Regions from separate parts of the Zea mays genome. Here region 1 is linked to region 2. The links are chromatin contacts, called in public Hi-C maps. All regions are on one chromosome and are shown on one strand. The core of a region is the stretch at or near the end of the contact, and the rest is flanking DNA. Distances in the headings are between cores, read along the strand shown.

Region 1 (3,857 bases), core at 140-2,639, 150 kb before region 2:
TGGCAAAGCAATGTTACATGTCCCCCATGAGTTCCTGTCGCTGGCCATCGTCGTCGTCGGCTGCTCTGTCTCTGCTTGCGCAGAGGGCCACCACGGGACGGGAACAGCCACGTGCGCCAGTGGCCCTCTGTGCTGTGCATGCCGACGCTGCCATTGGCGCAGTATAGTTCAAAGCAGCAGAAACTAAATTCGTTATGTAGTTCAAAGCTGCAGATACTGAAATTCATGTGGATCCCAAACCATTCATTCATCAAAGTTGTTTATACTCAGAGAGGGGAGGGGCCCAAAAAAGAAGGAAAAAAAAAACAGAGTAGAGTACGGTGGACTGGCAGCGTAGTCTGGGCCTAAAATCGAGGGGCCCAAAGAGCCTTGTAGGTACAATAATGGGCTACACGTTTCAGCTGTTTTTTTTAGTGGCTAGTAATAAGATTCATCTATCCTCCTAGTCTAGATATGATGGCATGTTGGCTTATTTGGTTTCATCCTTTCAGCTCACTCAGACCAGACCTTGTTTTTAACCTACTCCTGCACCTACTCGAGAAGAGCTACATCGACACCTTGGAAGACAGTTCATGCTTGAAAATCTCCTAAGGGCTGATTTGGTGATTAGGGATCCCTAGGGGATCCATAATTTTGAATAGCAAGAGGATTTCTTCCCCTCGGGATTCCCGGTCACCAAATCAGCCCCAAATCAGCCCTAAGGTAGGGATCCCGGGAGGATTGGAGGGAATTGAGAGTAAAATAGTTTATTTCCCCCTTAATTCCCTCCAATCCTCCTGAGATCCTGGGTCACCAAATCAGCTCTACAACGTTGAGGAGTTCATCCGACAGGAGGCGGAGGAGAGACCTAACAGCAGATCAGAGCCGAGCGAGGGATTGCTTGACTTTGCACGAGGGCTCCTGCGCATTTTGCTGGGCTTTGCACGAGAGGCCCATCGGAGCCTCGACCCATCGAAGCCTAAACACGCATAACCTTATATTAGTTAGACACTGATGCAAAGTTTGATATATACTTGTCACGTAGTTCTCTATGTATCAAAGGGCTCATGTATGACTCATACATCAATCTCAACCATATATACACCATGAAATAGAGCATATGCTTTATGGATATCAAATACATGGAAACCTTTTAATAAGCTACCCACACAGCCTCATAGCTAGGTTATTAAAACTCAATTATTCCTGAGCATGCATAATCGTTGACAGAGATAATCTATATTAACAATGGTTACAAAAAAAAAGACATCGCTCAGCATGGCACCACCAGGTAAACTGAGCATGAGAGATGATCGAGCAAGCCAGGCAGGCAGGCAGCAGAAACAAGTCACACACAATAATGCATCGGATTATGTGATGAAGCCATGAAGGCTTCTGTTGCTCAATGGTAGATTGTTTTGTTTTTTTTCTCATACAATAGTGCACGCACGCGCCCCATGCTGAATCCTACAGCTAGTACAAGATCCGATATCCTTGGTTTCTTATTCTCAAGCACCAAAGGATGGCACATGGCATGAGACGACTATATCGATTCCCTATTATTAGCAGCCTGATCCTATTTATATTTATATTTTAAAAAAAATCAATTGAGCTGGTAGTTCCGTGACAACTAAGCTATATCACATCCATTTTTGGTATTCTCTGATCCAGCTCTCTGCCTGCCTGCACCCCAGATGTTTGACTTGTTAGCAAAAGTTTTAAAAAGCTAGCATGCAGAGAACGAGCTCATACAATATTGCATGCACCGCCAGCTTTCTATAAGATCGCCACCTCACTGATCAGGGTAGTCAGTCACCACTCACCAGGTCTTCCACTTGCTCACGCGCGCTTGCTAGCTGAGCTGCACAGCACAGCCGTCAGCTAGCCAAGCCTCCGCACCGCGCCGGCCGGCTGGCATGGAGAAGAAGCGGGTGGTCATCGTGGGGGCCGGCGTGAGCGGCCTGGCGGCGTGCAAGCACCTCCTGGAGCTGGGGTGCCGGCCGACCGTGTTCGAGGCGGACACGGTGCTGGGCGGCGTGTGGGCGCGCGCGCCGGCCTGCACCGAGCTGCAGACGCCGCGCCCCTTGTACCAGTACGCGGACTTCCCGTGGCCGGAGAGCGTGACGGAGACGTTCCCGAGCCACCGCCAGGTGTCGGCGTACCTGGACGCGTACGCGCGCCGCTTCGGCGTGCTCGGCTGCGTCCGCTTCGGCCGCCGTGTGGTCGGCATGGAGTACCGCGGCGTCGGCGAGCGGGACGTGGCCGCGTGGGAGGAGTGGGCCGGAAACGGCCAGGCCTTCGGCGGCGCCGGCGCCGGCGAGTGTGTCAGGCATCCAGTGACAGATACAGGCTACGTCTGAGGACATAAATACAATTGGGCCGGGGCAGAGTGAGCGAGCCGGACGGCAATTGTGAAGCTGAGCGGCCCAGAGTGGTCAGCAATGTAATTTTATGTCTTGAGCCAGTTGAACGAGTATTTAGAGGAGATCGTCCATAGGACAAGGAAGATATTCAGACTGTAAACAGAACTATACCTTCTTCTTCGTCTCTAACCTCTGCTTCCTCTGTTCCTATGAATCTCTTGCTATCTTCCTGAATCCCCAGTTCCTGCTTCCTACCTCCAATTCCTGTCTCGGATCTATCTCCACTACCTGCTGCTAACAATTGGTATCAGATTCGTTCGATCCTCGACTTCAATTTGCCCACGCCATGTCGCTCGATTTCAAGCTCATCCTCGACGAGCTCAACCGGCGATTCGACGAGCTGGAGGTTCGCTGGGACCGGCGCTTCTCGCCTTCTGCGTACCTCGACCTTCCGCCCACACTGCTCAGCGTCCACCAATCCTCCGACACATCCGCCAGCATGCCGCCCACCCCGACTGCGGCCGTTGGGACCGTCGTCATCGCCGACAACTGGGGCGGGTGCTTCGATGACGACAAGGAGTACTACGCAGCGCCATCTGTCGTTGCCGACAACTGGGGCGGGCTCTTCGAGGGCTGTGATGCTGACGGCGATATCTCTTCGAACCTGCGCGACTCCGACCCCGACGAGGCGTTCGTCACCTCCCACTCGGACAAGGCGTTGTTCGACAACCACCACGCCGGTGAGCTCATCGCCACCGGCATCGAATATGGCTCATACAACTCCGTCCATGGTAGCGGCGGCGCTGCGCTGTCTCAACTCGCGCACAGCAACACCAACTTCGCCATGCCCACCACCTGTTCGACTTGGGGGCTCACCGAGCATGCTATGGCCGAGGCCGTGCACTGTCGCGCGCTATGGCTGCCCCGACGCGAGCCACTTCCGCGCCTACTTCGTGCGTTCCTAACGCTCGAGCGGCTCGACCTCTCCGCATGCGCCTCGCTCGACGACGCCTCCCTCGCTGCGTCCGTCGGCGATGGACCAGCAGCCGCGACAACCTTGTGGTGGTGCGCTTCGGCCACGGGCGACATGGAGAGCACGCTCAAGGGGATTCGCGGCAGCGACGCGCCGTTCGTGATGGACCTAAACGACGCAGCCACCGTGGCGGGCGGCATCGAGGACACTTACGGCGAGGACCGCGCCATCGAGGAGCAGCTCGCCACGCCCTTGGACACGCTCCTGTGCGCCCGCCTCGACCCTGTCAAGTCGCACATCGGGTGCCTGCTGCTGCAGTACCTCAAGCTTTCGCCTACCTTGATTGGTGCCAAGGTAGTATTCGAGGAAATGCAGCAAAGCACCATCCTCAGGGACGCGCACACCGCTATCTGCACCACGCCTGACCCGGCAATCGACACACACTTCGCCAACAAGTGGCGGATGCGCTGCTCCCGCAACAGCACCAGTACGGCGGCAGCGGTGTTGGAGCTCGATCCCGGCAGTTGCACCACCTGCGACAC
Region 2 (4,139 bases), core at 135-2,634:
ACGTGGTGGTCACGACACGGAAGAGAGGTAAATCGTCGGAACCATAAACTTAGTGCGACGTCGCTGACTCCGGTGCCTACTCCGTGCTTCCCGAGCATTTTCGACATCACTCCTCTCGCTGTGTGGGCAACACCGGATGGGCGAGGCCCTCTCTACCTCGCACCACTGAGGCCATTGGCAAGTAGGAAAGGATGCGACTCGACGGTGGGGCCAGAGGAGGCGGTGGTCATACCGGTGAACTAGGCCTGAGTCATCCTGTGCATCGCGGAGGCGACGACGTGCGACGAGGGTGCGGTGGCTCGAGCAGGAGTGGAAGCAGAGAAAGAAGAGAAAGAGGTAACAGACAGGTGGACGTAACGCTCATCCGCTGAATCGAATGTAAATTTTGGGTCCGACCATAGCCGACACGCGTCGCAAGCTAGATGGACTTCACATTCGTGAAATGCAGGCGTGCATGCAGACGGGGTGAGGTTTTAAGGAAGTAGATATGGATTCCCAACATAAAAGCTCATGGTACCTCAAAAAACTTAGCTTACTTTTACTATAAATTTAGACTCAAAGGAAGCATTTTTAGTGATGAGATAGAATCAATTTAACAAACTATTTGGTTGGTAGGCTAGATTACTTAACTGTTTTCCATTAAAAATGTCATACCAAATAAAAATATATTACAAATAAACCAGAATTTGTTGTCAGCGAATAATACATTCGATAAATCTATTTTAATTTGATGCATTTAAACAGCTAACTAGAAAAAGAATTGGTTGCTAATGTATGATATAGGAGGCTTGCTGCGGTTTTAATCCAGCTACGGCCGCGACTTCTACAATATTTATCTCTATGGATTGTAGCAGCAGCAACAGCAGCAGCTCATATGAACACTTTAAATCTAATACAATCGTGAGCAATCCAACAAGGTGGGCAATTTACCTTCTCCCATGACATAGTAGATAAGTGGACATTGTCTGCATCATTAGATTAGTCACGGATACACCAAGTTTGAAGTGCTCATGTGAGCTAGAGGCTCAGTGAAACAAATACATTCTCATAGGGAAGAACAGAAAAAGAATCACTAGAACTCAGGGTCGAGCTATTTCTCATGTGGGAGTGCTCAACCAGCTCTTCTCACGAACCCATCAGGCCATTACGGGCCTCCCTCGGCTCGGCTCCGAAAATGGGCTACAGCACCGCAGCATGGTCTAGCACAGCAGCCTGACAGAGATCTCAAGGCCCAGCCCACTCGATTTCACTCAAATCCCACCGCTCGTTTCATACCAACGAACCAGATCGCTCCCACTGACCCCCCGCACACAAACCCTAGTAACCTCCACCTATATAGTCTCTTCCCACTGCGTCAAGCCTCCATTCGCACCACCGCCGCGCCGCCCAAATCACAGCCACCGCCGCCATGGCCGCCTCCAGCCGCCCTCTCGTCTCCGTGAAAGCCCTGGAGGGCGACATGGTCACGGACGCCCCCGGCATCGCCTTACCGCCCGTCTTCGGGGCACCGATCCGCCCGGACGTGGTCCGCTTCACCCACAAGCTGCTGTCCTGCAACAAGCGCCAGCCTTACGCAGTCTCCCGCCGCGCTGGCCACCAGACGTCGGCCGAGTCCTGGGGTACGGGCCGCGCTGTGTCCCGTATCCCCCGTGTCCCCGGCGGCGGCACCCACCGCGCCGGCCAGGGAGCATTCGGCAACATGTGCCGCGGCGGACGCATGTTCGCGCCCACCAAGATCTGGCGCAAGTGGCACCGCCGCGTCAACGTCAACCTCCGCCGCGTCGCCGTCGCCTCGGCGCTCGCCGCCACCGCCGTCCCGGCCCTCGTCCAGGCGCGCGGCCACCGCATCGAGACCGTTCCCGAGATGCCCCTGGTTATCTCCGACTCGGCAGAGTCCATCGAGAAGACCTCCCAGGCGCTCAAGATCCTGAAGCAGGTCGGCGCCTACGCCGACGCCGAGAAGGCCAAGGACTCCGTCGGCATCCGCCCCGGCAAGGGTAAGATGCGCAACCGCCGCTACATTAACCGCAAGGGCCCGCTCGTCGTCTACGGCACAGAAGGCTCCAAGGTCGTCAAGGCCTTCCGCAACCTCCCCGGCGTGGACGTCGCCAACGTCGAGCGCCTCAACCTGCTCGACCTCGCCCCCGGTGGCCACCTCGGGCGCTTTGTGATCTGGACCGAGAGCGCGTTCAAGAAGCTCGAGGAGGTGTATGGGAGCTTCGACGCGCCGTCGCAGAAGAAGAAGGGCTTTGTTCTGCCGAGGCCCAAGATGGCCAACGCTGACCTGGGCAGGATTATCAACTCTGACGAGGTGCAGTCTGTGGTTAAGCCACTCAACAAGGAGGTGAAGCGCAGGGAGAAGAGGAAGAACCCGCTCAAGAACATGGCTGCTGTGCTCAAGCTGAACCCCTACCTCGGCACTGCCCGGAAGATGGCCACCCTTGCTGAGGCTGCCCGAGTCAAGGCCCGGAAGGAGAAGCTTGATTCCAAGAGGACCAAGCTTACCTCGGTATGACCATCTCTCACTCCATTGTGCATCTATTGTGAATATATGATCATTCAAATAGGAACTATTTAGTTATGTGGTATATTCCATTACAGGGACTTTGTTATGTCTGCTGTCTGGACTGTACATTTTGTGCTTTGCTTGCTGTCTAGTGAATACTGCTACTTTAGCTTTTAACTTGTTCGCTGTAGCACATATTTTAACAAAGTTGGGAATTTTGGCATGCTTGTGTCAGCTAGTCGCGGAGCACTGCATATGCATTACTCGATAATATACTAGAACTGAATGCTTGTTGTTCTTGGTAGGTCATGTTAGGCCTTTTTGTGTTACTTGTATTATGTTGTTGATTTAGATGACTAGAGAAATGTTAGCAATATACTGGTGTGGTGTCCTACCATCTGAAATAGTTCGAGATCACTCTTGAGGGATTATTTTGCTCCACTACAATCCACCTATCAAGGCTAGGGACTGGATTGCAGCCAAACAAGCACAATGAGGCTTGGACTTCAGTCAATCGTGTGACCATTGTATGTATGGATATTGTTTCTGTTGAACATTTTAGTTTGATACTTTTTGTTGACCACTGGTTTTTTGTTTTAAACTGGTGACGTGTGGAAACTAACCAGAACGTGACTGAGATTAATGTTCTAATCAGGTAGATTCTACATGATGTTTTAAGCACTTGAGTAGACTTGACTGATACGATCACTGTTTGAATCTCTATAATATCATAATGTGACTATTTGCTTTGTTGATAACCATTAACTTAACATTACATGTTTGTTTGCTGTAGGAGGAGACTGCCAAGGTCAAGGCTGCCGGCAAGGCGTGGTACAAGACCATGATCTCGGACAGTGACTACACCGAGTTTGAGAACTTCACCAAGTGGCTCGGAGTGACGCAGTGAAGCGGCCTTTGAGACCTAGTTAAGTTTTGATTAGTTGTGTCGCTGAACTTTGTATTGAGACGAAATAGTATTTTATCAATCTGTCTTATCCTGCATCTTCACAACAAGTTACCTATCTGTGGACTTTAAAGCCTGCATGTTCGTTTTGTTTGTCCATTGCCGTGGGAGCATAGTATTTGCATGTTCGAACCAATTATCTGAATTATGGTATGGTTTTGTGCACATAATGTCTGTTCATGATGCTTGTGGCGTGGTGACGTTTGGCCTTGTAGTAGTAGTACTTCCGTATCCGTCTCAAAGATAAGTGATGTTTTAGGTTTGTTGTTGAACAATCGACTAAATTTATAAGAAAGAATATTCATATTTATGATGTTGAATGGATAGAATATTGGTGTTGAGTTGTATTTATGATGTTGAATGGATAGAATATTCATATTTTTGATGGCTTTGGTTAGGAGGGTACTGAGGAGAATTAAATCTCTTTCTATTTAAAATTAAATAGAAAATAATGTAATCACTTCAGTTCCTATTAAACTAAAAGGCCCAATGCCTTAACTTAAAAGGTAACGTGAGGAAGGATGAGAGAGTTGAAGTAACATAAGTTGAAGTAACCATTTGTTTTTCACTTATTCAACAAAGCTTTGTCTTTATTATACCTTTAGAGCTTTCTTCGAGAGAAGCTACTACTGACACTAAATAATTGTGACATCTATTTAGAGCATCTTC

What was found. A called contact is a pair of places that touch in the nucleus more often than the background predicts.
Region 1: a Hi-C map of tassel shows a contact between it and region 2, with 2.7 times the contacts expected there. The contact joins the promoter of LOC103648253 here to the promoter of LOC100280657 in region 2. A contact is called at or near these places in 4 of 25 Hi-C or Micro-C datasets (ear, endosperm, leaf and 1 more).

Annotation. Positions count from the first base shown.
Region 1 is chr2:239,801,417-239,805,273 of Zm-B73-REFERENCE-NAM-5.0, reverse strand. It overlaps LOC103648253 (probable flavin-containing monooxygenase 1), which reads left to right and starts at 1,389. Exons shown (of 1, transcript XM_035965596.1): 1 at 1,389-2,576. The coding sequence starts at 1,896. The coding sequence ends at 2,339. It overlaps LOC103648252 (probable flavin-containing monooxygenase 1), which reads left to right and starts at 2,478. Exons shown (of 4, transcript XR_004856551.1): 1 at 2,478-3,669.
Region 2 is chr2:239,655,127-239,659,265 of Zm-B73-REFERENCE-NAM-5.0, reverse strand. It overlaps LOC100280657 (60S ribosomal protein L4-like), which reads left to right and starts at 1,384. Exons shown (of 2, transcript NM_001374413.1): 1 at 1,384-2,509; 2 at 3,300-3,635. The coding sequence starts at 1,409. The coding sequence ends at 3,413.